Linked DNA regions of Danio rerio: all the other regions are linked to region 1. The links are chromatin contacts, called in public Hi-C maps. All regions are on one chromosome and are shown on one strand. Each heading gives the region's core, a stretch centred on a gene start, on an enhancer-like site or on the middle of the called end of the contact. The rest is flanking DNA. Distances are from core to core; before and after follow the strand shown.

Evidence for each region. Hi-C and Micro-C count contacts between places; a contact is called where the count stands out from the background.
Region 2: a Hi-C map of hematopoietic stem cells shows a contact between it and region 1, with 3 times the contacts expected there. The contact joins the promoter of lysmd4 here to the promoter of nr2f2 in region 1. A contact is called at or near these places in 3 of 18 Hi-C or Micro-C datasets (embryo, hematopoietic stem cells and an unstated tissue).
Region 3: a Hi-C map of embryo shows a contact between it and region 1, with 3 times the contacts expected there. The contact joins the enhancer-like site here to the promoter of nr2f2 in region 1. A contact is called at or near these places in 4 of 18 Hi-C or Micro-C datasets (caudal fin, embryo and hematopoietic stem cells) and 2 of 4 datasets of contacts at active chromatin or transcription factors (caudal fin and embryo).

Annotation. Positions count from the first base shown.
Region 1 is chr18:25,296,922-25,301,959 of GRCz12tu, forward strand. It overlaps nr2f2 (nuclear receptor subfamily 2, group F, member 2), which reads right to left and starts at 2,170. Exons shown (of 3, transcript NM_131183.2): 1 at 948-2,170. The coding sequence starts at 1,413. LOC100536923 (a long non-coding RNA gene) reads left to right here and starts at 3,996. Exons shown (of 4, transcript XR_012394318.1): 1 at 3,996-4,331.
Region 2 is chr18:25,984,906-25,989,943 of GRCz12tu, forward strand. lysmd4 (LysM, putative peptidoglycan-binding, domain containing 4) reads left to right here and starts at 2,408. Exons shown (of 3, transcript NM_200850.2): 1 at 2,408-2,492; 2 at 3,898-4,175. The coding sequence starts at 3,906.
Region 3 is chr18:25,871,419-25,876,456 of GRCz12tu, forward strand. The region is part of intron 3 of si:ch211-147m20.3 (a long non-coding RNA gene); the gene reads right to left. The region is part of intron 2 of LOC141378832 (a long non-coding RNA gene); the gene reads left to right. Among named protein-coding and RNA genes, the nearest start is that of si:ch211-147m20.3, 28 kb to the right of the region's middle. Within about 2 kb of position 1,988, at least 8 of the 62 cell types and tissues checked have an H3K27ac peak or open chromatin away from gene starts, as enhancers often do.

The sequences.
Region 1 (5,038 bases), core at 920-3,419:
AATTGCATTCATATATGTCACTTGACATGTGCAGAACTTTTAACCTTTCAGAGTGACATCCATAGTTGTACTGTTTAGTGAAATATATATATATATATATATATATATATATATATATATATATATATATATATATATATAAAAACGTGTATATAAACAACCTAGTTTACTGAAATGCACATAAAATGTTCTGCACCATACACTACACAAAATAATTTTAGCCAAATTATATGATTTACTTAATAAAGCAAATAAATAAATAAAATACATATTGGCAAATGTTTCACATTTTAGCCTGCTTTGTGTTTTTGAGACAACATGAGTCTAGTAAATACATACACAAAGAAAGACATGAATGCTAACCCTTAACCTATTTAGCTAGCGACAGAGTCAGTTCAGCTGTCTGTTGAGAATTTGCGAGCGAACTGGGTGTCTGGCGGAACGTTTATTGAAATAAATCAATAAAAAAGCCCAACAGTGAATATTCTCTAGTTTTCGAGCAAAAGCGAGAGATGTAGATTGTGGTCGATCTGGAGTCCCTAGCTTAGTGTGTGTGTATGTGAGCGCGCGTGTGTGTATATGTGATTTTGACGCTGCTTCTCCATACTCCCTCGCCATAACCGCACGGCATATCTGCAGTGATTATAAAAATAAAGACAAATACCCATGTTTTCGTCGCCTAATAAAAGCAATGGTTAGTTTAAAGCTGCGAACATGTGCAATGCGAAATAGTCGCTAAGGAGAGGGTGTTCTTTATTCGAGCATTAAGGGCGCCGTGATAACGCTCAGTCTCGAGCGCTATAGGCGGTTCCTTCGCATGCTGTGGACGGGCAGATTGAGAGAGAGGAGTCGGGGATAAAATACAGGAAGAAGCATGCGCGATTAAGTCAGGCTAAATACAGAAGACAAAGACAAAGACAGCAGTAAAACAACAAAAATCCGAATACCTTCCCGTCTCATGCCAACTTTGAGGCATTTTTTGAGGCGGCAGTACTGACACTGATTGCGATGGTGCTGGTCAATGGGACAATTCCTGTTGGCACGGCATGTGTAAGTGAGGTTCCTTCGTACGCTCCGTTTGAAAAAGCTTTTGCACCCCTCGCAAGTGAACTGGCCATAGTGTTTACCGCTGGATTTGTCCCCGCAAACCACGCACTCTATATGCTGTGGCTGCTGCTTTTCCGACTGGCTCTGCGTCGTCTGGTTCGTCGGGGTTGACTGTGTGTTGTTATTGTTGTTCGGGGGTCCTTGAACGGGTGTCTGAGGGGTCGGAGGGGCAACCTGAGAGGCCGTCAGACCCAGCTGGCCTGGTTGAGGGGTCGGAAGGGATAGTCCTCCTTGGGTTTGCGATGAGAGGGTGCCATGGGTCTCGGCCACATCGTCCTGGGAGCCTCTCCACACTACCATTGCCATATCTATCAGTCAACGTTAAAAAAACTTTTTGTTCCCCGTTTTTGGTTTCGGAATGCTTTGTTTAAAAAAATAATATCGCAGCACGGTGCCTCTATCACTTAGGAGGGTAAAATAAATAATTCAGGATCGGCACGGTCGGTTAGAGTCTGAATGTCCGTTCAAAGTTGCGCACCGACGAGAAACAGTAGTCTATTTCTTGACTGAAATAGCGTTACCTGGCATGTGGTTAAAATTGAAGCAAGCCGAATAGCAGCCTTGCTCTTAGAGGCCAAGTCCAGGGGCACTTGCAGTCATCCATCCAGTAAACCCATCAAGGAAAAAAATGGAAAATAAACACTGCGGAAGAAGATACGAACAGAGCAGGACGAACAAGTTCACGCGTGGAGCGATGTTCGGACGCACAGAGACACGCAGCTTTCAAAGATACTTGCGACACAAGAGAAGTTCCAGCGTAAAGTCTTGTAGAAAACCAACAACTGGCAAAAAATATTGCCGCTTCTTCCTTTTCTTCAAATGAGGTAGCGCTAGCAGCCGCGCGCAGTTGCAGCCTGTGCTCGAGTCAAATATGAAGTCAACTCTCCGGCAAGCAGGACCGATAATAAAACAAAAAGATCACAACCTATAGAACCTCCTTCATGCGCGTAAAAATAATAAGAGAGAGAACAGAGAATCAAAGTGATCAAATATGTTAAAAAGGGGGAGGTTAGGAAGTGACTGCGATTTGTAGGCGCTGGGCTGGCAGAATGCTTTCTCTCTGATCAGCTCACTGAGCTCTCTATATAGTGAACTTTGACACGACTGCTGCAACTTAGCACACGTTACCATGGAGATGAGTTGCCATATATGGAAAGTGACTGTGTTTGACTGGTCAGAGCTCACGGACCTCCCCCTGAACCCTATTGGCTAGTCGGCACTTGTGCTACTTGGTTCTTTGCCAAAGCCAGGAATAAGGGTCGAGGAGCCGCTTGGTCCTAAAGAGAGAAGCACACAGTTCCGTGGAAAAATGATCGCAATACATGCAGTCATATTTTTTATTTGTTTCAAATAAAATACACGTTTGACGTATATTTTATCACCGTTTCCACACTCCAGAGATCCATTTATTTTTAAAAATAAATGTTATAAAAATGTAAGTAAATCTATATTAAATTATAGGCTACAGTCCCTCTAATCTGACCACAAAACGATAAGAAATATATGTCCGTGATAGTGATATTACTGCCATTCAAAATTTATTTATTTTTTGTTCTTGCCACTTGCCTTGCACACCATTCACTCTATAGACTGACCGCAACGTGTGTGATTTGGTCAGTTCCATTAATCCATTAATCCGCATTAACGCCTCGTTATAAATCATGAAACTGCATATCATTCATCAAGTCAATATTGCACCGACAAATACATTTAAAACAGAGAGCGTTCACGAGGGAACAAGCAACATACGCGAGAGACTATTGATGTAAGTTCGAGCACTTTACACTGTAATCAAGATATATGTCAAAGACGCGCAAGATGCTACTTTGTAAGCAATACAGGAGAAAAGCTTGTTAAATGAATAATATTAAAAATACTAAATACAGGGTGCATATATATATATATATATATATATATATATATATATATATATATATATATATATATATATATATATATATATATATAGAATTGCTTTATTTTATCATAAATTTGAGCATTCACATACTTATTTATATAGGGCCTGTATTCATTAAATTAGTCTAAATGAGCTATAAAACTTTCGTAGGCTAATACTTATGCATTAGTCTTATGTTTAAATCGACTGTCTTTAGTGCATGTACACAAAAAAAGGATAACTGATTAGGCTACTACTGACGCCGTATACCGTTATCAGCACAATTTAATATATTGTTTGCAAAAGCAGAATCAATTTATATTAATGTAACTTTCGTACACATGACGAGTGTGCCCATAAAAATAATAGTCACCTGAAAAATATTTTGGTTGACAACTTTGATTGCATTGCAAAGATTTAGAGGTAGCCTAAAAACGAAGGTCAAACAGTTCTTAGCTATTTATATATAAATGGTGCATTCAACGTTTTCTTATAGATTTTAGGATTACTATGTTTTTAGGGCCTTGGAATACCACGTATATACCTTACAAAATAATTTAATAAATTATTCCACGAAATTCTTGCATGGATCACATGGATATAAGGAAACCCTCAATACATTCGAAAAACGCCTAAACATAAGATAAATGACGGTCAGCGAAAAAACAAGAAGCCCAGAAGTCTTATGTTAATTGACATAGATGTTAGCTGGGAGCCTCGGGGTGGTCAAATAAGGTGTCTCCCTTCTCGCTCCTCGGGTTATAAGTCAGAGCACATTTTTAAAGCTCGCTTGTTGAAGTCTACTTTCTGTATCACCATGGGTTGTCGGAGTTGGGTCCACTGAAAAATGTACAGTGCTAAATCACAGCATATGCTGCCTCGGAGGAAAAATGCAGAAGAGACTGGACGTACAGCAGTATATGGGCGCCTCCTAGCGTTTGGATTATTTCTGCCTGGAATCGCTCTTTAAGGTGGAAGAGCCATCTTAAATGGAAACTACATCGGTCGCTCGCCTCTCACATACACCAAAGTAACATGCGCCTATTTTAATCTGATTAATGCTTTTGAGATTTCCTTCTAATTGACTTGGACGTTGCAGAGGTGCGTTTGTAGGTCTACGCTACACATTTTCTCCGGAGTGTTTTTTCACGCACGGGAATATTACAGCGTTTCGGTTAATTTTGCTCAGTTTATTGAAACGATCAAAACTGAACACCGTGCCTCATCACCGACCATTCAAAAGCCAGTGAACAACACAGCCGAAAGCAATCCAGCAGAAGTAAATTATATCGAACCAATGCAAAGTGGATTTTACCCCAAGACCAAGGTAAGTGATAATATTTTCACACTTTAACTTGCGAAGCCACTTACGTTTTCTTCCCTTTTCAAAGCAAGATTAGGACGAGCAAAGACGCACAGACAGACATGCATGCAATACACCAGCATCGATTATGAACTGACAGCAAAATGATTAACAAAATTATTAACAGATATCAAAAATAAAGAAAAAAATGCGTAAAAACTCTTGCGATGATAAAATAATAAATGGAGAAAGTGTTCTGCTCAAGGATGCTGTAGATATGTGATATAATGACTTAAACATAATTTTAATCAACAGTTAGGCTATATATTGCAAATGAATTCACAGCACACAACAATCCGGCTCACTTTAACATGCATATGTACATGTTAAGTAAAACTGACTCCCAACAATTATAGCCCAAACATACCAAATGCATATGATGTTGATTCGTCTTCCCCGTGATGCATCCTCTCCTATATGAAAATATATTTAGTCTTCTCTTTCTGTGCAAATAAAGGCTTTGAATGGAAGTGGAATCAGCGTTTCCTTTTCCACGGAATTATACACAAAATACGGCTCTCTGTTTATTTGAATGATTAGTAAAACTTCGGGGAGGGAAAAAACACAAACCGACAAGTAAAATCGGTCAAACTTTCCTGCGACGCTTGAATCACATGTTAATATTTAGCCTACATATCCTGATAGACGGATAATCGTGTTGATGACTTTGA
Region 2 (5,038 bases), core at 1,158-3,657, 690 kb after region 1:
ATACATGGGGGAAAAATAAGATAAAGTGTCTACTGTAAAGATTCAAAATATGTTAAATCAATTAATATGTTAGAATAATTTAATATTTATATTGATGAGAAAATGAAATGTCTTAATGAAATGACTTATCTTAATTCCTGATCTGCACTTATTATTATATATGAAAAGAATAGCTTATAAATAATAAGTGTAAATAAATAATTTCATTATTATGTAAGTGGTTTAAAGCAAATAGGCAAAACCTAATGGCCTGAAGGACAGGAAAAGGATTATTGCTAAAAATAAAATTTTGGGGGCTGATCCTTAAGTATAATTTCTTAAATTATCATAAAAATATTTCAAGAATTTTTTTTTTTTTTTTTAGCCTGACAAGATCCTAGATTAAAACATCAATTTACCCAAAAATGCAATTCTGTCATCAGTAATTCACCCTCATGTTGTTATAAAAATGTTGATCTATATGGAAGATAAAACAAACGATTATGAGAAACATGGCAGGGAAAGTTTATATGATAACCAAATTGTTTACTTACTGATATCTTTATGGGTTCTGCAGAATTCACACCATTTTCTAAACCACATGATGGTTTTTAAAGTTTCCATGATTAGCTCAGGTCACAGTGTCACACTGCAGATTCATGTTTGTAACCTGGCTGAAAAAAGACACATTTGAAGATTAGTGTAAAAGCAGCATCGTTATTGCCCACTGCTGCTATTGGCTTTTGAATACATATACAGTGCGGATGTATTTGCTGGTTGTATAATTACAATTATTGGAGTATATTACTGAAACCCCAGTAATTGTGTCTGTGTGTTTATATATATGCACTACCTGCAAAATGTTTGGGCTAAGTCATTCAATCATTCATTTTCTTTTCACCTTAGTCCCTTTATTAATCTAGGGTTGCCACAACGGAATGAACCGCCAACTTATCCAGCATGTGTTTTTTGCAACGGATGCCCTTCCAGCTGCAACTCATCTCTAAGAAACATCCATACACTCTCATTCACTATGGACAATTTAGTCTACCCAATTCACAGATACATGTCTTTGGACTGTGGGGGAAACCAGAGCACCCGGAGGAAACTCCACACAGAAACGCCAACTGACCCAGCCGAGGCTCGAACCAGCGACTTTCTTTCTGTGAGGCTACAGCACTATCTACTGTGCCACTGTGTTGCCTGTTTGGGCTAAATACGATTTTTAAACGTTTTAAAATACACTTATCCTGCTCACCAAGGCTACATTTATTTAATAAAAAATGCTTTAAAAGTTGTGAAATAATTTTTCACTATAACATTACTCTTTAAAAGTAGTTTATAATCTCGTTTAATAATTTATTCCAGTGATTTTAAAGATGAATTTTCAGCTTCATTACTCTAAATCACTCTATTATTATTATTATTATTATTATTAATAATGGTAATAGTAATAAATGCAATAATGACTATAATTAGTAGTAATAATTTTGAAACTAGATAGAAAGCAGTTATTTAAAATGTTAATAAATATTTAACAATTAATTTTTTTTACAGAATAATTTTCTTTAAAAAAAAAACATGAAAAAAAAAAAAAAACTGACCCAAACTGTTGACCGGTAGTATATATATGCACTAAACATGTTAGTATTTTATATTGCGTGTTTTGTTATTAAAAATGTTCTTTATGAAAACCCCTTATAAGAACGTCACAAAAAATAATAATAAACAAATAATAAGTTTATTAGCGTATAGTTAAAGTACAATTATTAAAATCAGCCATGTGGTTTTGATAACTTACACTAGCCATTCAGATTAATGGCAGGCCTATTTGTAGGTAAATTATGGATATACAAATAGTAAAGTGGGCTAATCAGTGTGCCAAAAGGCTTACTAGGCCTACACATTTATTATAGCCTTGCTATAGCTACATATTTATTAGAAAACCATGGGAAATGTTCGTACCTTCAGTAAAGGTTTTCACTAAATTCTTCTCACATCCCTTCAAGATCAATATTAATGCATTAAGAAGGAACTGACATAAAATTTCAATACGTAACTTACAGTACTAATAAACGACAGGCGCGAGTATTTCATTATAGGCAACACCCACTATTGACTCACCTACTGTAAATTACTACATCCTGCCGTGACACGTAAGAAACGCCTGTGACCTCAACCACACTTAACTCTTTAAACTTACAACTTTATAGCTAACTTTTGGCAAACTCACGGTCAATCTATCATCTAATGTTACCATTTGTAGTAGCCTTCTGACATCAGGTTTTGATATGAAGCTAGACGCGGCTTACATTATCCAAAAAAAAGTATAGCGCAAGCAATCTTTTACGTAATAGGTGTAGAGAACTCGCCTTTTCCAACGAGCTGATTGGCTGGAGGACCTGTCAATCTACACCCTCACAAGCACCCTCGGTTGCGGTGTGAAGTTACTTTCTAAAATGACACTTCGGGATATTTTTGTCGGCACGATGTTGCTGTTTTTGTCTAAAAAGGTGAGAGCTATTTAGATTAAGTTCAATAACTGAGATAATTATGAAAAAGTAGGCTTTAACTTCGATGTTGATAACATGAACTTAAGCTTACGAGTGTCGGCTATTGTAATTTAACCTTTATAAGTGATTACTGTTTACATACTCTATTTTATTGATAACCTATATAAAATATGCTTTGGTTTTGTTTTAATTTGATCTTTGCTCAATTTTAGGATGACAAAATAACTTTGGAGAGAGTGTCAGTTCAAGTAACGGTGTTATTGGCTTGACTGCTGTTGTTTCGGCCAGATAATAACCAGCTTACAACTCTGATTTTCTTGTGATAGGCTACAAGTAGAAACAGAAAGCGTTCACGATATCAAACGTCAGCAGATTAGTTACATACTTATCAACAATGATACATTGTTTCGTGTTCTGCTGTGCGTTTCTCAGTTAGTTAATAACTTTGTCGCAAACATTTTATTACAACAAAGAGCAACTTTGCCTGACATGACATGATTGCAGATTATGATATGATAACGTTAATGTTGGAAAATAAAACACTTGTTTTGCACCCTAAAATATCTTATTTTTTCTGTTTTACTAGCAATACCTAACAGTATGCAACATCCCACATAGAATTTGATTTTCTTGACAGTAATGAACAGTTCTACAGTGTTTCATGTATCCTAATTAATAAACACAATTAAATAAACCCAAATAATTCCCATAGTAACAGGGGATTGAAAAAAGGTTAGCGTGAGAAGTTGCTATAAAGAGCAGTACAACAAAAATGTTCCTCTCTATTAAATGATTTGATCATATTAAGTGCTCAACAGAAAACAGTAGTTTCTTATTATTTTAGATATAAATATATATTTCTTTAATCTAACATTGTAATATATTTATTTACGAAGTGCTCAGCATAAAGCAGTACACCCCTCAAAGATCTTTCTTTTAAATTCATATTTTCTATTGGATGCTTTACAATAATACATGTTTGCATATACATTAGATTAGTCAGTACCAAAGCCAAAACTGGAACTACTCTAATACTGTATGTTGTTGGAAAATATTAAATAAAACTATAATGAACAGGAAAAATTTAGAGAAAGAAAGAAAAAATAAAATTATCATTTATTATAAAATATAAAATTATTAATTATTATTGTTAAAATTAAACAATAACTCATTTGAATCTGTTTATTTCTAAAGATTTTAGATTTCCGAACTTATTTTACTAGATGTAACTGTTTGATAAAGTGCATCAAAATATCTAAAATATATATTCACTGAGAAATTAATAAAAAAATATATATTTTTTTCAACAGGGGATGTACTCATTCAAATAAATACTGATCCATTTAACACTAATACAGTATGTATGTAAAGGGACCAAATGTTTATTCTTTTTAAATGTGTCTAGTTGCAGTGATGAGGCGTGGAGATCCTCCCCCTCGAGCCTTTCAGGCTCCAGTAGATGTACATGCCAGTGCAGATGGCCAAGTGTATATGTTCAGGCACAGACAAGAAGAACCGGAAGCGTCGTCAGAAGATGAGGAACTCAATGTCATGGAGCTCAGGCCTAGGAGCAGAGATTCATCCTCAAAAGAGAAAGAAGGAGTGGGAGAAATGCTCTTGCTGGAACGGGACATCTCCCATGAGGACAATCTCAGCAAACTGGCCCTTCAGTATGGATGCAAGGTATCTTGTTTAATTGTTTGGTTAATTTTTTTATTCATATACTCTACTCTTAAAAATAGCAATCCTTTCTGTTGTCTAATTGTTGTTTGAAAAATTGTAAACATCTCAATAACCTTTCCACTGCACAAAAGGTTCTTTAATGTAGAATAACGGTATTGAGATTATTAAAATGTTCTTCATACTAAGTAAAACATGGTTCTTTTAATAACTGTTCACTAAAAGATTCAAGGAGCTAAAATGTTTTTTCTATGGCTCCATTGCAAAAAATAAATAAATAAATAAATAAAAATAAATAAACAAATAATAATAATCTTGAATTCTTTATTTTTAGAATTGTAGAAACTTTCCATCGGCCAAAAGTTTATTCAAAAGCAAAAAAAAAATAAATTTATATTATTGAAATGTACTTTATGTTAAGAAAAAACAATATTTTATGAACAGCTCACTAAAAGGTTTTTTGGAAAACGAAAATGCTTATTGTATGGCAGCAGTGTTAAAATTAGTTTCTGAAAGGAAACTTCAAATTTCAACTCTAATTAAACACACCTGTTCAAGTTAATCAAGTCCTACAGTTTAAAGGTGCAGTATGTAGCCCAGTGGTTGAACTAGATATTACACTCCTAATTCAAAACACTTCTTCACCCTGCACTTCTTCGAAGACTCCATGCAAGCGCAGGTTGCCAGATTGATGAGTGCCAGATTGACGAACCTACACCACAAGCAACAACATGCGAGTGATGCGACAAAAAGGAAGCTTTACCTTGTTAAATGAGTCTTTGTCCAAATCATCATCTGAAATTTCTATTTTAGAAACAGTTTCTATATTTTGTGTCTGAACAGCAGTCTAAACTACTATGGAAATG
Region 3 (5,038 bases), core at 738-3,237, 570 kb after region 1:
ATAATAATAATGATAATAATAATAATAATAATAATAATAATAATAATTATTATTATTATTATTATTAATAAAAAAGCTATAATATTTGATAATAATAATAATATTAATAATAAATAACAATTATTAATATAATAGCAATAATATGTGTTAATAAAATTTGATGATGATAATAATAATACTAATAATAATAATAATATGTTTTGCTTATAATAAAATAATAATTAGCTAATGTTAATAATAATAATTATAATAACTATAATAATAAGAAGAAGAAGAAGAAGAAGAATTATTATTATTATTATTATTATTATTATTATTATTATTATGTTATTATCATCATCATCATCATCATCATCACTAGCTAATAATCATCATCATCATCATCATCATCATCATCATTATTATTATTATTATTATTATTATTGCTAACAACAACACTAATAATAATAATAATAATAATAATAATAATAATAATAATAATAATAATAATATTTTGTTTAGACCTTACTATAAAAGTAATATTAAAGCATGAAGTATTACATATGAAGTATATTTCCAAATATGCAAGTGTGCTTGTGTGTCAGTCTGTTTGTGTGCATCAACAATCCATTCCATTAAAAAAAAAAAAAACTTAACAACAATATATTTATTATAAATTCTCAAATATAAAATGTATTATTATTATTTTCTTTGTTGTGTATGTATGTGTGTGTGTATGTATTTATGGTAAAAATAGTCTGACTTTTATTCACTAAATAAAAAATTTATTAAAAGATAAATAAATAAATAAATGTATTAAATATATAATACATATAATATTCTCAGTTATTTATTAATAGGGTTTATGCAAGTGTTTGACTTTTGTTAAAAGTTTAAATGCTGAGGCTTACAATACTGCAATATAAAATATTTTAATAATAAAAAAATAATTGTAATATTTATTGCTATTAGTAAATATGTAAACATTTATTCAATTTGTAGTCAGCACGGTCCAAAGCTACTTTTAACTATAGGCATGGTATTCTGACAATATGATAACCTTGGATAAAAATATTACAGTATCACTCTATTGTTATTTTGCTTTTTTTTTAACACTAAACAATACTGCACTGTTCAGGTCTATAGCAGGCATGAATGAAGGTGCATTTGTGATTACTTTTTAAAATGTTTGCTGAATTGTGGGCTGACCAATAGCTTTTGATATAGGTGGGCCTTTGATGCAGGAGATCCTGTTGCCTTAAATAAATAAATAAATAAAATACTCTGACATCATGATTTAAAACTGTGATTTTCCAAACCATGGTAAACCTTGAAACTGGTTATCATCGCATGCATACTTTTAACACACTTATACAAGTATTTTATTACTATTTTCCCTCTCTTTCTTTAAATATCTTTAATATGTGACATTATATTTTTTAAAATAATGTTTGGTTAAACTAAGGAGATAATTTTCAGTTTTGGCTGTACTACCCTCTTTACATTTATACATCTGGCAGGTGAATATGCATTCATTGTAATTATTTTATTACAGTAGTTCCTTCATTTTGCGAAATCAAAACCCTGAGCATGGTATTACTAGCTTAATACTCTATAACATTTAATCTGCATGAAAAGATAGCAACAGCAAGTAGCATTAAAGGTCTTAATATCCTATACAAGAATAGCTGATTGTTTTCAGTCTTGGAAGTAGAGCTTACAGATAAAGAGGATCTAATGGGAAGGGAACTAATGGGGGAGCTGACAGCTACTGGACAATCGGACAGTTCCAGCAGAGTCAGTTGGCTCTATTAAGAGAAAAGGCAAAGAGGTGTAAAGGTATTAGTGAGAGAGGACGACAAAGAAAAAGCACACGGTTTAGGTCTCGCTACATTTGACTGCGTCCATCTTTGTAGCCAGGGGCTGATCCAATCATGCCCTCCATCCTACCCCCTCAACTTACCCTTCAAACAACCCCTGCCCTATCCTGTTCAGCCGTCCCAAGGGTTAATTCCCTGTCCTGGAGCTAAAACAACAGGATCACAGCCATGGTGCTAATACTCAATAGACACTGACCTACTTTGCAGGATTTGTGTAGGGGAAAATCCCTGATCCACTGCCCTAATGCCAGCGATGAAAGTGATCTAATGGTCCTAACTGCTCTGTTTAATCTGAAATCATGCTCATGTTATTAATTTCCCATTATGGGAATGTGGCTCTCCCGATGGGATTAAACGAGTCGTGTTCTCTCCCTCTCTCTCTTATTTTCTCCATTCCGATGACCTCTGCGTGCAAACGTACATGCTTGAACCATCTGGCTGTGCAAGCGCTCACATCCCCGATTTATTTGTTTGAGCATGTGCTTCCACTGATCTCCCATGACTTTTGCTCGTGATTTTGACTTTGACACCATTCGCCTACAGTTCAACCTACGTTTAATTCAACAGATGTTGCGTAATATTCACCTGGACTGTGCCTGTAGTACAATCCAATAGTTATATAACATTCTCCTTCCTTTTGAAAAAAAAAAAGAGGATAAAACAAAAGGAAATCTCAATTATAATGATCTGTTGACAGATTAAAAAGGGTATCAACACCACTGATGCTCTGCTTACACTGTGTGTGTGTTATTGAACTAAACTGTGTATGAGCAATTAATGACAAACGGTGATAAACAAGGGATTTAGTTCTGGTATAACAGTCAAATATCGAAGAAACAGTTCGTTTAATTTCCACCAGGGGGCACTTGTTTCCCCAAACAGGCAGTAAAAGTTGTCAAGACACGAAAGATGCTCATCTGTGTCTGAATGAAGCACATCATGTGTGTAACTGATATCCATGATACATACTAAACACTAGACTGTTTGTATTGTACACTAATTCAGCTAAAAAATAAGCGGTTACATCTTAAAAATGCTTAATGTGCACCAACTAATTAATCAAGTTTACTTTGCTTTTCCATTTCCTTCAGATGTGACTTCATTAACAACAATCATCGTGATATTTGTCATTTAGGCTAGGGAAATTTTACACCTCATGGAAGAAATAAACATATGACAACACTCGAGACATCAAAATTGGTTTTGAAAGGAGAAAAGAAGAATCCTGACTTGAGCAGTATGCTGTTTCTTTATCAACAGATGCCACAATCCGCGCTGCCAGCTTGAACAACTACGCCAGCCTTTCTCTCTCTCACTCTCTCTCCCTGTTAGTACATGTTTTCCTATCAATCCATCAGAGTAATTTTGTATATGAAAGGCGAGAATTCAAATGGCTGAATAAGCAAAAAAAAAAAAAATCCTTATGAACAAGAGTCTTTGAGTGCGTATCTAATAATGCCAAGCTGACATGCAATACATCATATTACCCATTAGCAGTTACCGGGTAAAAAGAGGAAACAAAAATCTGCAGGCTGTTGACAGATCAAAAGACCCATTTGCATCGCCTCGTGGTCTTTTCCATTCAATTTTACCATCAGAGTAACAAATACTTCATAATGCTGTGCATGGGAAAAACACAAATCAACATACAAGCTTAGCTGCCCACCTGTGGCTCATTACATGCAGTACATGAATCATGTAGTAGTGTAAAATAATAATAATAATAATAATAATAATAATAATTCATTCTCTTCTCAGATTAGTCCTTTTATTATTCTGGGGTCGCCACAGCGGAATGAACCACCAACTTATCCAGCATATCTTTTACGCAGTGGATGGCCTTCCAGCTGCAACCCATCATTGGGAAGCATCCATACACTCTCGCATTTACACAAACATAAAGGATTAAGAGCTTGGGGGTGAAAACTTTTCAACATTTTGAATATGTCAATGTTTTTCCTTATTTTGTTGAAATATTATTGTTTTCTATTAAGTGCCGCCTTTCGGAAATAACAGAAAACACTTGAATGCTTCTGGGAACACAAATTAAATGAAATTTATCTTTATATTATGGATTTGAAAAGTTTTCACCCCCTGGATCGTAATGACTCGTGTTTCCTGCTGAAGCATCAAGCGAGGGTTTAAACCTTTTTTAACATTTGTGTTGGAGTCATCATCTTAGTGAAAAGAAGAATCGCACTACAATACAGTCACTGTTGGAAAGGGTTAAAATTTGCAAAAGATGCTGCAAAACTATCTGCAGGATATGAAGGATTTTTATTTCTGAAGAACAGCTGTCAGTTTAACTTTTTTAACTAGAGCAAATAAGAAACTCATCAACATCACAAAGCAAAAAAAAATAAACACTTGTAGATTATCAGGAAACCACCCACATTGGGTAAACTTTTGCATCGGGCCATTTCATTTATTTCAGCTATGGTTTTGTTTTTTGTTTATATGCAAACATATGTTATGTCAAATATCTTACTCTGGATAGTAATAAATAAAACTTAAAAAAAGCTTAGTCCCTTTATTAATCTGGAGTCACCACAGCGGAATGAACTGTCAACTTATCCAGCACGTTTTCACACAGCGAATGCCCTTCCAGCTGCAACCCATCTCTGGGAAACATCCACACACACTCATACACTACGGACAATTTAGCCTACGCAATTTACCTGTACCGCATGTCTTTGAACTGTGGGGGAAACCAGAGCACCCGGAGGAAACAAATGCAAACGCAGGAAGAACATGCAAACTCCACACAGAAATGCCAACTGACCCAGCAGAGGCTCGAACCAGCGACCTTCTTGCTGTGAGGCGACAGCACTACCTACTGCGTCACTGCGTTGCCCTATTACTATTATTGGTAGTAGTAATAAAAGCAATAATGACTGGAGTAATAATTTCATTTCAAACCACATACAATAAGTAATAAACAAATATTAATTAAATAAATATTTAACAAATTAACAATTTTTTTTTTACATTTAATAAATGCCGCCTTGATGAACAGAATAACTTTCTTAAAAAAATAAATAAAAAAAAAACATGGTAAAAAAAAACTGACCCCAAACTTTTGACTGGACGTGTATGTACATGTATAAACATGTAGTTCATGTAGCATATTTACTGTATTCATCTAGGATTATCAAAACAGTGTATTTGGGTGCTCTTCC